Regions from separate parts of the Capsicum annuum genome. Here region 2 is linked to region 1. The links are chromatin contacts, called in public Hi-C maps. All regions are on one chromosome and are shown on one strand. Each heading gives the region's core, a stretch centred on a gene start, on an enhancer-like site or on the middle of the called end of the contact. The rest is flanking DNA. Distances are from core to core; before and after follow the strand shown.

Region 1 (7,202 bases), core at 3,450-5,949:
TAAAGAACTTAAAAAATCATACCCTGATCTCAGCTTCAGCAATGTTTGAACTTCAACTTTGTGGCAAATGTCATGTTTTGGGAAATTTTCGAGACCTTCTCAAAATTTTTTGCCCCAGTTGCATGCTTCAATGCCATCTTTATTTATCTTTGGAAAGGATTCTCTGAGATCTTCTCAGAAAACTCTGCCATAGTTTCTATAAAATTCTTACGAAAAATATGGTCAAGCCAGTGTGGTGCGTATGCATATCATTGAGGTAGGAAATATAGTCCCAACAATAGTGGAAAGGAAAATTTTCTAAGGAATTGACCGAAGTTAACATAGGCCACCTACGTATCATATTCTTAGGAATTCAGGTCAAACCTAATTCATACATACAAAAAGGATATTTGATACTTTTAATAACATGATCGAAGCTAATACAGGTCGCCTACGTATTCTATAAAATAAATCAAGTCGAACGTAGTTCATTACAGCTAAAAGGGTGCGGTTATAAGGAAATCAAATCATAAAGTGCGATTACAAGAAAATAAAGTGATGAAATGTGACTACAAGGAAATAAAACAAGAAAGTACGATTTAAAGAGAAAAAAACAACTTCCAAATGCAAGACAGAAGGACTCCAAAAGTGCGCTTTTTGAGGAAAATTCATGTTTTTTTTGATTGATGGTGCCAATGAATACTTCTTATGATTGGGAAATGCATTGTTGTTAACATTAGCTGGAGCTTTCTCAAGCGTTATCACCTTATTGTGAATCAGATCTTGAATTTTGTGCTTGAGAGCGATACATTTTTCTGTATCATGTCCAACAACTCCAGAGTGGTAAGCACATTGCTTATTTGGATCATACCAATTAGCAGAAGTCTTCACAGGCTTTGCTTCCATTATATGAAGTAGTTTTGCTATTTCAACCTTTCAAAAAGTTGAGTAGGAGATTCTGCCAATGGCGTGAAAATTTTGGGAAGCTTCCTTTCATGATTTGCACAAGGAGCATTATTTTGATAATTTTGTAATGGAGATTGAGCATGATATGTCGCTTGTGTATTAAAGACCGGATAGTGAGCATGTCGAGCATTTGGTTGATATCGAAAAGGTTGTTTGTAATTGGAAGAATTTTCTTAAGTCATCACTCTAATTACTTTCTTCTTTTTTTTCTTTCCATTTCCGAAAGAGCTAATCTGGAAGCCCTTATGAGTGGATTGCAATTCTATCAAATTAATTATCCTTCATGTCTTGAGGCCATCCTCAATCATTTCTCCAGTCTTGACAATTTCAATAAATATTTTTCCAACCATTGTTACCATGCGATCAAAATATTCTGGATTTAGTACATGGATGAAGTAAATGATCATTTCAGCTTTTTCTATTGGGGGATGTACCCTAGTCTCTTTTTCTCTCCGGCGTATGGCGTATTCACAAAAATTCTCATTTGATTTCTGCTTTAGCTTTGTGATAGAGATCCTATCAGGAATTATATCGATATGAATCTTGTAGTGATCCATAAAATCATTTGCTAGGTCATCCCAAGCATGCCACTTAGTCACATCTTGCTTAGTGTAACATTCTAGAGCCTTTCCACTCAAACTTTAACTAAATAGCTTGACCCATATTCTTTCATTCTTGCCCACACCAATCAACTTTTCATAATAAGCTTTCAAATGAAAGAAAGGATTTCCATACCCATCAAACTTTTTAAATTTTGGGATCTTATAACCAGGAGGCAACTCAATCTTGGAAAATGCACACAACTCTTCATACTTTACACTTTGATTACTTTCAAGCCCCGAGGACTTATTATTGCATCTTCCAAGACCTTGAGTTTTCTGTTCATCGTCTCATCAGTTCACATTCTCAGATCATTCTCTGTTTCAACATAATGATTAGCATCTAAGCGATATAACTTTTGAGTTTATGTTACTGGTGATGCAGTAGCATAGGTGTACACTGGCGGAGCATGGTGTGACAAGGATATATACAAAACCTTTGGAGGAGCAAATACATACACAAAAGGAGCATTCTGAGAGGCATGAACATTTTGAGAAGTAGTAAAGTGGCTATCTTAATCAACTCCTTCTAATGTCGAAAACATGGACCTTTTTGTCGATCATCAAGGGACAGAGTCACGTTTGGAGAAGTTTGAGAAAGTGTTCTACTTTGCATCACCATCACCTTCAGCTCTGCAATTTGTTGCACCAAATCAGCAACGAGCTCTGGGGTTATTTTCCTTCGTATCGAGGCACTCGGATCCACTACCATAGAGAAGGTGGGAACAGACTCGGATATGGTATTTCTGCTGATCAGAGTTGGATCCATAGTTGAACAAGTCCTTCTGTTAGCCCAAGCAAGAACTGATGACTCTATAGTTACTTTCTTGACCTTAGACCTGTGAAATACTGATGTTCTGCCAGTGATTACTTTTGTCTTTATGGAGCGAGCAAACTTGACTACCAACATAAATCAGCCTCTCTCTAAAAGGAAAAAAAAATTCAAAAGATAAAAAGTTAATTCATGATCGTAATGATTGACCAAAGTAATATACGAAACGAATGGCATCTATTGGGTTTGAAACAGACAAAGTCCAGAATTTAGAGGATGAGACACTCTAGAAAGTGACCGAATAATTAGAACTTTGATCATTTGATGAATCTTGAATTTGATGGGAAAAATAGAACTTCAAACAGGATGAACTAAGTGATTTTGAAGAAATCGAATATTAAAGAATAAACATCCTAAAAAGGCTTATTTGAAAAGCTTTAAAGACAACATAGTCTTTTCATTAATAGAATGTCTAGATAGCTTTGACTATAATCAAATGCAGGGAAAAGCGAATTGAGAGGGCAACATGATTAATGTGAATTGGATAATGACCTAATGAGATTTTGAACAAATTTGGGCAAATTGGAAGGAATTTTATCAACGGACTTTTAAGGATATTTTGGAAGGGTTCAAATTTTGAGCCGTATATGCCTATTAATGCTCTAAGATTTCAAAATAGAATAATGGACTAGTCTTGTTTAAAGCCAAAGATATGTTATTTAAACACAGCGATCAAGCAAATATAGACAAAGCAAAACAATAAAATACTTTAGCACATAAACAGTTATTACGCGTCCTAGCATACATAGGACCGTTCAAGCCAAAGGGAAGTCTAGCGTATGAAGGGTAAACATGCCGTTTGTAAGATGTTTCGTTGCCCCCACATCTATTCCAAGGGACAATAGTCCGTACAATCCAGCATTACATCCTTTAATTAAAGCACATAAAGAATGATCGTCTGTTACTGACTCGTGGTCAATAGACATAAGGTGGGTTCTACTAATGGGCCTAATGCCCCCTCAGGTATTGAGTCGTCCTAGTCTCATGCCTAAAAAGAGTTTTGATTTCACTCTATCCTAGATATCTAGAGTGGGCTTGACTAGGTTTCCAAGTGGACTACTCGGGTTTAAAAAATACGAACAGTCATTGGACACCTAATGTGCCAATAAACTGTCATATTTCCAGTACTTCATTTGGAATTAATAAATAGGGGCCGGGACATTCGCGAAACTCCAAAATAGTTTAAATATTTAAATGTGAAAGTATGACATGAAATGCAACAGTTTAAATTTTATAAACCCGAATAATTAGTCTAAGAAGTTAGTTCAAATAATTGGTTAGAACCTAGTTAAATCCGCAGCAGAGTCTTCATTTCTGTTTTATCCTTTCCGCATTTTTTTTGGCAAAAAAATAGCTTTGATCTCTTTAAAACTATTTCAAAAGATTCAAGAAAATTCCAAAATAATTTCAAGAAATTTACAAAGTCGCCAGTTGATATTTATAGAAAAAGTCAAGAAAAAAACTTAAAAGAGTTTCAAATGTTCAAAAATAGAAATAAACCTTTAAAACTAGAGAAACTGGGTAAGAGTTCAATTAACGTCCTAAGAAAGTTTATAGGGCACTTAGGAGCCTCCATTTAAAACGATTTACCAAAAAGAACTAGCTTGACTAACTAAAAATGGCTAATTTTTGTAAAGACTTGATTTTATAGAAAACATTAAAATTATTTATTTAAACATATTTAAAATAATATTTACTCATTCAAAGGAGAAAATAATTTATTTGAATTGAACTAAATTGTAATTTCTGAACTTAGGAGGAAAATGAATTTTGCTTTTGTAGGAGAAGAAGATTATTAAAATTATTTTCTTATTATTAATTATTATAGAAAAATCGATTATGTTATAGAAAATTCTTTTGGAAGAAATGCTAAGAAAGTGTTAAATTAAAACTGCTTAGTAATCATGAAAAGTTCAAATTTTCAAGAAAAATTAGTTTCTTGAGTTTGAAAAAGTTACTTCAATCCAAATAGACTATTAGTTATATGAACATGACAAATGTCATTTTGAAATAAAATACTTAATCTTTAAAAGACTTATTTTAGGAAGAGAATTGAAGGAACCGATTTAATCCGTTTTAGATAATATAAATTAGGTGAAGAAATTATGAATTAAGTAAAAGAAAACTAAGATAAAATAAAAATGACAACACTTTAGGGAATTTGTCTAGGTTAATGATTAAAAAGCTAATTAATACAAATAAGCATACAAGCTATAAAAATGATACAAGAACTGAAATTGGGCCCTTAGTTAGCCCATCAATAAAGCTGCCCAGCTTTGGGGTTTGAATTATGGACTTCGGTCCATTTTTCTGCAGTGTATACGATGTGTATATCAGCTACTTTTCTTACTGCATTTTTGTATATCTGGTGTATACATGACCATATCTTTATCATATACACGTATTTTAGTCCACCTGTATAATAAGCTTCTTTTTTCTCACATTCACCATATATATGCTGTATTTCTGATGTATAAATGCATATACAGCTTTGTTTCTTAAAAAATAAAGGCATTTGAGCTCGTAGAAGATGTAGGCCCCTTTGGCCCGTTGAGAAATGCAAGGAATGGAGTCCGTTGGAATTCAAGTCAACGCCACATGCATTAAGAAAAAATATAAGAATTAGTGTGTATCGTGACAACAATCTAATGATAGCAAGAATGCATTGGAGTAGTCACACAAGTTTCACGATATTGCACATATTATCGCATAAACCCATTGATCATGTTTCAGAACACATTTTTTGCAAAAAGTACATGATCAGAGATACAAATGCAGTAAACAAAAGGTTTTAGGTCTTTAAACACAAAACTACATAATAAATCCGAGTTTTAAACTTCAAATTTACTAACAAGATCCATAATGGCGATAATACATAGTTTAACTGGAAGCCAAACAGAACACAATACATTTGAACTAAAATCCCCAATAAAATACATAAATAGAACAGAGAACCAAAAAGACTAAACATAAGCAACCTCAGCAAAACCAGATTGACTAATTTATTATTTCTCAACTAAGTTAACCTCAAAGAAGATCAAAAGTAACAAATTATATGAAATAACCACACAAGAACCATATGAAATTCTTCAAATCAGACTCACAGTGATTTAACAGTAGTCAAATATGTTTATTCGAATCTCTGTTATCCGATATGAACATGTGTATTCCTTAAGTATATAAGATTGCGTGAACATCTCAAAGCATTTTGAGTTATAAAAGAAAGTTAAAATTAACTATTTAGGGGAAAAAATATATCACACTTCAACAGACGTGTAGACGTTTTGGGCTAGGAATGATAATAAAAGGGTAACTAGCAGATTCATTTTTATTTTCTTTAAGAATAAAAAGCAGGTGGACAGATTAACGACAAATTGTTCTTTTAAAGAGCTAGGGTGAAACCATGAGAAAATTACGGATTATAACTGCGCCGGGGGCATGTCCAAACACAACTAGATGTGCGACAATGAACTAGGGCCATCACTATCACATAGTTAACTCGCCAAAGCTCATAAGAATTCATACATAATTGAAATAAAATGCAAGAAAAGAGAGGCAATGCTTAACCAACATGTTATCATCAATCTTGCCTTTCGATTACGACCATATGACTTTATAGGAATTGAAACTCTAAAAATGAAAGTCTACGTAGCTGTTAAAGCTAGGCGCAACCATGAAACATACTTTCATTGACAAAACAAACTTACGACAAGGGAGATACAATCTAACTATTTTAAACGACCTTCACCCTCTATATGGCTAATCACGTTGAACCAAAGGCCAACAAGTCATTCAGGGTTCACTAGGCCTACACATTCATACTTGAACACTTTGAACAATCTGTTTCAAACACATAACAAAAAGAATCTATGAGGCAAACCAGATTTACACTGGCAGAACGAAGCAAAGGAAAGAAAAAGTTTTTAAGAGTTCACATTTGACTAACACAAAGGCTTTATACAAGCAAGAAAACAGTGTCTTCCAAACTAACAACATACCCTTCACATCACTGACTATTATATGAACAGAACCAGCATACTCACATTAACAATGATATTCAATCTCTAAAGCAGCAACAAAAATATAATAAAATCTAGATACTAGAGCGACAACACCATACTTAACAATTATCATCAAATCAGTCAAATTACTACAGAATGATAACTCTGAGAAAAATGAGAAAAACAAAACGGAGAAAAGTGGATTCATCACACAAAACCTATGGCTTTCAAAGCCGTCTACAGCAGACAGTCCCAACACTCATTACACATTGCTACTAATGAGAAGAAAAATAAAAAAACAAGAGGAAATGACAAAGAGCAGGCTATGTTTACCTTTTTGCGGGCAGCAAACGGAACGACGAACTTTGAGGATGGGCTTTCACCACTAGAGTTTAAATTCTGAATCTTTGGAGTTTAACTTTCATCGGAATTGAGTTTTTGAGTATGTTTCTCCGAGAATTTTTTGGGTTACCTAGGATTAGAAGCATGCGCCACCCGAATCCTCAATTTTCCCCTAAAAAATCTTCTCCACTCTATCCTTCACTGCCTCTATTTATAAGAGAAATTAGGGGGGGAAGTCTAGGGATTCAGATTCAAACCCGAAATTGAACTGATTTTCTTGAGAATAATTGAAATCCACTGTGAGACAAAGAGAGAAACATTGGGAATTAAATTCCTACCCGAAAAAGTGAATAATGGACTGAATGTGGTGAAAGTCATCTGATTTTTAGCCATAGATAGCTGAACGCGCGCCGGGGGTGGGGGGGAGGGTGATAAATCGGTAAATGGGAAATTAAGGTTTTTCTGGTTAACGGTGCTTTGCTA
Region 2 (7,202 bases), core at 2,790-5,289, 110 kb after region 1:
GTGAACTGTGGGATCCATGTGTAATAAATATGCGTGTATTACACGCTCAAGCATTTGGCTGAAAATATCTGCCACGTAGGCAATTAAGGGTGTCAATAATACACTTTAATTTAGTTCAGGGATAGTAGGACTCCCTTTAAGTTTAGGTGTGTCACAACTCTTTTGGGTATAGTTCGAAGGGGGGGGGGGGTAAAGGCTATTTTTTCAAATAATAATAAAATAAAAATTAAGAAACTAATTATATCATCAATTGCTTATTTTCAATCAATCTTGAGAAAAGTAGAATATTTGTAATTGTTCAACTTTTCACTTTGAATAAATTTTAAAGCGGTTCCTTTAACTGATAATTATATAATCATGTATCATTAAACATTAAATATATTAGTTTCACCTAAATTCAAATGGTAGGGTTGAAATTTATTTCAAAATAACTTAAAATAAATATTTTAAAACTATTTAAAATTGAAAAATTCAAAAACTAATTTGGAATGTGGAGGACAAAAATTAAGAGTATAAGAAAAGATAGTCTTCAAAATTTTCTTAAAACTTTGAAATAGTCTTATGAAGGTCGAAACCATTTTCTCGTCAAAAATAAATCCGAAAAAGATAAAACAGAAATAAACCTTTAAAAACTAAAGAAACTGGGTAAGAGTTCAATTAATGCCCTAAGAAGATTTTTAAGGCACTTAGGAGCGTCCGTTTAAAACGATTTACCAAAAAAAACTAACTTGACTAACTAAAAGTGACTAAATTTCGTAAAGACTTAATTTTATAGGAATTACTAAAATTATTTATTTAAACATTTAAAATGGTATTTATTTATACAACGAGAAAGCGTTCTAGTTGAATTAAACTAAGTTGCAATTTTTTCAAATTTAAGAGGAAAATGATTTTTGCCTTCGTGCAGAAAGATAAAGATAAGATTATGAAAGTATTTTCCTTCTTCTTAATTATTATTAAAAGAAAAAAAAAAAAGGTTAACTAGGCTATAGATAATACTTTTTAAAAAAAGTATTAAGGGAGTATTAAATTAAAAGAATCTTATTAATAATGAAAAGTTAAAAACTTATAAGAAAAATTAGTTTTTCGAGTTTGAAGAAAGTTATTTTAACCCAAAATGTCATTTTGAAATAAGATGCTTAATTTTTAAAAGACTTGATTTAAGGAAAAAATCGAAGGAACCATTTTAATCCATTTTTAGACGAAACAAATTAGGTGAAAAAAAAACTGAAATTATGACTTAAATAAAGAAAATTAAGATAAAATAAAATGACAACACTTTAGGGAGACACTTTAGGGAGTTTATCTTGATTAATTGATTAAAATGTTAGTACACATAAACAAAAATGAATTATAAGCTACAAAAAATAATACAAGAATTGAAATTGGGTCCTTAATTGGTCCATTAATAAAGCTGCCCAGTTTTGGGCTTTGAGTGGTAAAAACTTACACGCACCCGGTGTATACACCAAACTAATGTTCTTTACCATAATTATGTAATTAAATTAAGTAAAATACATATTGATTAATCATGGTTAAGTAACATGAACTTCAAATTCAAACACATGACATGCATGTATTGGCTTGGTGTATACACCGGTGCGTGTAAGTTTTACCCGCTTTGAATTATGGACCACCGTCCATTTTTCTGAAGTGTATACCAGCTGTATATCAGCCTCCTTTTCTTCGGCATTTTTGTATATCTAGTGCATACAAGACCATATATTGGTCATATATACACGTATTTTATTCCTCCACCTGCATAATATCTGTGTATATCTGCTGTATACATGCGTATACAGCCTTGTTTCTTTAGTTCATTTTTGAGACTTTAGTTGAGGCTCGGACTCGAAGATGATGTAGGCCTCTTTAGCCCATTCGAAAATGCAGGAATTGGAGTCCAATGGACTCAATGAATTTCAAATGCCAAATAAAAAAAAGATCAGTACTTGGATAATAAACTCATAGTTTACATCAAAATAGTAGTAGCATAAGGGAGGAAGGAGTGCAAATGTACAAAATAAAAAACTAAACCAGGGAACATGATCATCAAATGGCAACTACTACATATATTCGGCTAAAAAAAAACATGATGTTTTGGTGGTTGTATATTCCGAACAAAATTCTTTTTTCTATTACATCAAGAACTCTTAAAGTGACAACTAACAAAAATGTGATACAGAAGATGTGATTTGCAATTTTATGTCTTAAAAAGAGAGATGGACAGTATGAGACTTAAAACAAACTCACAACCAAGCCAATGTTGTGACATAGATTGGTAGCTCTTTTAAAAGATTATAGCAATTTTGGTATATAAAGAAATGGTTTTGCAGATCAGTACTCAAGAAGAGACATTGGTTTAGAAATAGAGCACTCTACAATCAAAACTCAAAACACACAAACACGAAACACATATTAATAGAATCTAACATCTTTTAATTGCAACAACAACAAACCCAGTATATTCCCACCTAGTGGGGTCTGGGGAGGGTAGAATGTACGCAATCCATACCACTACCTCTAAAAAGTAGAGAGGCTGTTTCCGACAGACCCCCGACTCAAGATACAGGACAATATACAAAATATTCAAAGCATGAAACATGATAAAACTAACATAGATACAACATCCACAAAAGTAATGTACAATACCAAACAAAAGACACCAAAACCCTCCTAACTACGGACTACGATTCATCCACCCATCTTATTTCTCTATCCTAGTATTTTTCCTCCTACACAGCCTACTTTAAAGGAATAACTTTGATATAAAGTGATTAATCTAAGAGAACAAACTGAAAGAAAAAAAAAGAAAACACAATGGCAGCCTCAACCATCCTAACACTAATTCACAATATTGAAACACGTTTTGACCTATGAACTAATCAATCAAAGATAGGCATTAAAAGCAAATTTCATATAAACAATAAAAAATAGGATCAAAATAGTAAACACACATGAAACATATTTGGGTAATACTAACGCTAAAAAAGATTAAGAGATAAGGGAATAAAGAAAATCAAATATTACCGCTGAGAAAAATTTGAGAAAGCCGAAATAGTGACCTTAGGGTCCTGAAACGAGAATCGTGAGATCAAGAACAACAAGAATATCATCTCAAAACATTATCCACAATTTCATCACAACAACCTATGGCGTTCAAAGCAGTCTACAGCGAACAATCCCATATTAGTACGACTAGTTATGAAAATCGATATTAACGCCAGAAGAAGGAAGAAGAAGAAAAGCTAAGATGCGATTACCTTTTTTTGGGCAGCGAACAAGACAAACAAGCTTAAAACGACAAAACTTTCCACCACTGAAACTCGATTCTGCTCCACCGGAATTCAAACAAATTCGTCGAATTTCACGAATTGTATTCCTCGAGAATTGTGGTTACGTGAGGTTAGAAGCATGCGCCTCCAGAACCTCCAACTTTTCCCCAAAAATACTCTCCCCTCCCTTCAATGGAAGCATGGGCTCCTATTTATAGTGAAAAAATCTCCTTAAAAAGAGAGTATGTTTTTGTGACATAGAGTGGTTGGGGATTTGACAAAAATTGAAAAAAAAAAATGAAAACATATCCCAATAAATCCGGATTTGACTGTGATGTTTCTGATTTGGATGAGATTTTGAAGCAAGGAGCACACCTATCTTGAACAAAAGTCAGATATCGAAGCTCGGGGTCTGCAAAATTCAGACGAAGGAAAGAGAGAGAGGTTCGTTCGTTTGGCTTTGGTTTTTGCCGTGGTTGATACTTGTTGAAAGCTGTGTTGTTGTCGGTTGTTGCTGCTGTTAACGTTGATATCACTGTTTGGGTGTTAACGGTGGTTGAGTTTGTTGTTGATAACGTTGTTTGAAGCTGTAAAGGGGAAGAAAAAAAGGATGGGTCGGATCTCTTTTGTGGTGCTGGGTTGTTGTGGTTGCTGCACCTGTTGGGCTGGACGGGTCAGGGGTGAAATGGAGTTGTGGGCTGCTGGCTCAATTTTTGGGCTGGTGGCCCAATTTGAGAGTGGGAAAGGGGATTGTATGGGTAGAGGAAAATGGGCTGGTTAATAAAACAATTACTAACTTCTAATTATGGTCATTTGTATTACTAAAATAGTCAATAAATTTGAGTAAAATTGTGACTAAATTATCTTCTAATTAATTTAACGAATTTCTAAAATTTAATAATTTCAAAATAAATATTAAATACAACACATTTTATTTTATTTCTTTTATTTTTCGAAGATAATAATAATAATAATAATAATAATAATAATAATAATAATAACAACGATAATAATGATAATAATGATGATAAAAATAATAATATAATAAAAATTAAGAAACTAATTATTTCATCAATTTCTTATTTTCAATCGATCTAGAGAAAAGTAGAATATTTGTAATTGTTCAAACTTTTTACTCTGAATAGATTTTAAAGCATTTTCTTTAACTAATAATTATATAATCATGTATAATTAAACACTAAATATATTAATTTCACCTAAATTCAAATGGTAGGGTTGAAATTTATTTCAAAATAACTTACAATAAATATTTTAAAACTATTTAAAATTGAGAAATTCAAAAACTAATTTGGAATGTGGATGACAAAAATTAGGTGTCAACAATGTGTGTAAAAATATTTTATAACTTTTGTTTGTTTAAATTATATTAATTTGTCATCTCAATTAAATAGGAAAAAATATAGTAATGATTTTAAACTACATTTTTCTTAATATTTGTGTATGTTTCTAAATTTGGTTGATCTAGTAATTATTTAATTTTATTTTGGGTTAAAATTTATTTGTAATTTTCGTCTATTGAAAATTTAAAGTGAAAACAATCTTACTTCACTTTTGAATGTATAAAATTTTTTATTTATACATACGAACATATATATAATTTCACTTCTCTATATATTTTTTATTTCATAAAGAAAGTAAAGATTTTAGTTCTATTATTCATTCTTTTATAGTATGGATTTTGTATTTCTTTTAAAAAAAATTTGTAGGAGGATATTAGAAAAAAAAAAAAAAAGGAAATGAAAAGAATGAAAAATTAAAGAGAATCATTGAAAAAGAACAAGTACACAAGCAATTTTTTTCCCCAAAAGTTTTTTTATTTCTTAGGCCAAATCCATCGATGGCCCCTAAACTTGGCACCATCTTTCACTTAGACACCTCAACTAGACCATGTTCAATTTAAACACCCCAAATAGATAAAAGTGTCTTACTTTGACACTTTTTGCCCTTATTAAAATTGTGGTGAGGCGCGTGTGGGTCAAACGACCCACGTGGATTTTATAAGCCAATTATAACCTGCCACGAAGAAAACTACTTTACACATAATTTTTTGTCCAAAATTAAGGGGTAAAATCCCACAAAATTCACATTTCCATATCATTTCTCAAACCCGATTGAAGAGCTCCGATAATTTTTATTTTTTTTACTTTTGATTCGATTTTTGTTGATTCGTAGAGAGATCTAACTAATAATGGTATTTTTCGTAGGTACAATGCATGCAATGAAGTGTTGATTAATGTTCATCGACGAAATTGAAGATTTTTTTTTAAAACTGAAGAAATTTGAGGTACAACTAAAGTTGTTCTTTATTTTTTTTTCAACTTTCCTTACTGTATGGATGTTTTACCCCAACAATTTGTAGTGTTTTTTCTAAATTTTCGTTATTAAGGTTTTTTTAGGGATTTCAGTGACAAAGTTAGGGTTTTGTGTGGGTTTTTTGGGAATTTCACTAATCTATGTGTTATTTTCCAGATTTCACTGATAAACAAGGTTATTTTGGTACTTTTCTAGTTCAAGGGTATTTTGGGTATTTCTTTTTATTGAGAATCTTGTGGGGGCTGTTAAGAAAATATAATGGACTACTATATTTTGACCTATTTTCATTATGGGGAGAATGTTGTAGCCGGCCCTAAGCTTAGTTATAAAGATGAGGTTGATGTCTTTGTTGTTGCTATTGATAAAGACCACTATAGTCTTTTTAAGTTTCTTTCCTACGCCAAAGATCTTGGGTATTCAAATATTGAGGGGTTCTACTGTCAACATACAGATGGTGAAGAGTTAGTTCTAATTAATTCTGATAGGGAGTTATTAGATTTTGTGAAGAACTTGAAAGATGGTGATGAGCTTGATGTGTTTCTTCTTCATGGTATTGATGAAGATATTGAGGTTGTGTCACAGACTTCTCTTCTTTTAGAAGAGCGACCCATATGTATTGATGAAGATGATATAGGCAACGATGGTAATGAGGGTGGAGGTCTTGATGAAGATCTGAATGGTAATGAATCAGATGTGCCCAGTATGATTCAAATGTTGAAATCTCTGTTGAGGATGGTTCAGACATTGATGATGAGTTGGGAGCCTTTAGGGCTGAAAGTAGATGCAAAAAAAAATGCAAAAAAAAAAAAGCAAAAGCTAGAGAAGAAATACATGTAGGTGAAGCTGGTAATGACAAAGGTTTTCAGGACATTTTCAGAAAAAATAAAAACAGATATGTGGGTAGATTAGGAGGTGATGAAGAGTTCATTGATAGTATAGACTGTGATAGTATTGATAGCACTGATTTGGTAGATGAGGATACTGTTGTGGGTGTTGATTTACCAAGGAAAAGAAGAAGTAGTAAAATCAGATTTGATAATGATTATGATGTTGTTTTTTTAACTTGGGATAATTTTTAATGGTCCTAAGGAATTTAGAAAAACATTGGGGAGGTATGCAGTAGAAAATAGAGTTCAAATTATTTTAAGACCTAATGAGACTCATAGAGTGGGGGCTAAGTGTAAATTGAAGCCAAAATGTTGTTGGTTGTGTTCTGGTGCAATTGATAGAGATTCTAGTAATTTCATGATTAAAAATTATAATCCAGTGCATAAGTACACAACATCAAACAAGAACAAGATGTGTACAACTAAATTTATTGCTAACAGATTTAGAGATAACATAATTAAACAACCATCTTTGAGGATTTAAGAAATACAAGAACTGTGCAAAGAAAAATTAGGATTATATGTGGATAGAACAATCTGTTATAAGGCTAGATTGTAGGTTCTAAGAGAGTCCATGGGGGACTGAAACTTGGAGTTTGCAAGATTATGTGATTATACTGAGATGATAAAACAAACCAATCCTGGTAGTTCTGTTTGGCTGAGAATGGATACAGAAACTGTCCCTGGTAAAAATTTATTTGTGTATTTC

The links. A called contact is a pair of places that touch in the nucleus more often than the background predicts.
Region 2: a contact with region 1 is called in a Hi-C map of placenta, with 2.0 times the contacts expected there. The contact joins the promoter of LOC107856614 here to the enhancer-like site in region 1. A contact is called at or near these places in 2 of 5 Hi-C or Micro-C datasets (leaf and placenta).

The regions. Positions count from the first base shown.
Region 1 is chr4:37,805,097-37,812,298 of UCD10Xv1.1, forward strand. It overlaps LOC124898131 (a long non-coding RNA gene), which reads right to left. Exons shown (of 2, transcript XR_007054874.1): 1 at 7,058-7,202; 2 at 4,491-6,926. Among protein-coding and RNA genes, the nearest start is that of LOC124898131, 3.8 kb to the right of the region's middle. Within about 2 kb of position 4,700, at least 1 of the 5 cell types and tissues checked has an H3K27ac peak or open chromatin away from gene starts, as enhancers often do.
Region 2 is chr4:37,918,076-37,925,277 of UCD10Xv1.1, forward strand. It overlaps LOC107856614, which reads right to left and starts at 4,040. Exons shown (of 2, transcript XR_001670624.2): 1 at 3,261-4,040.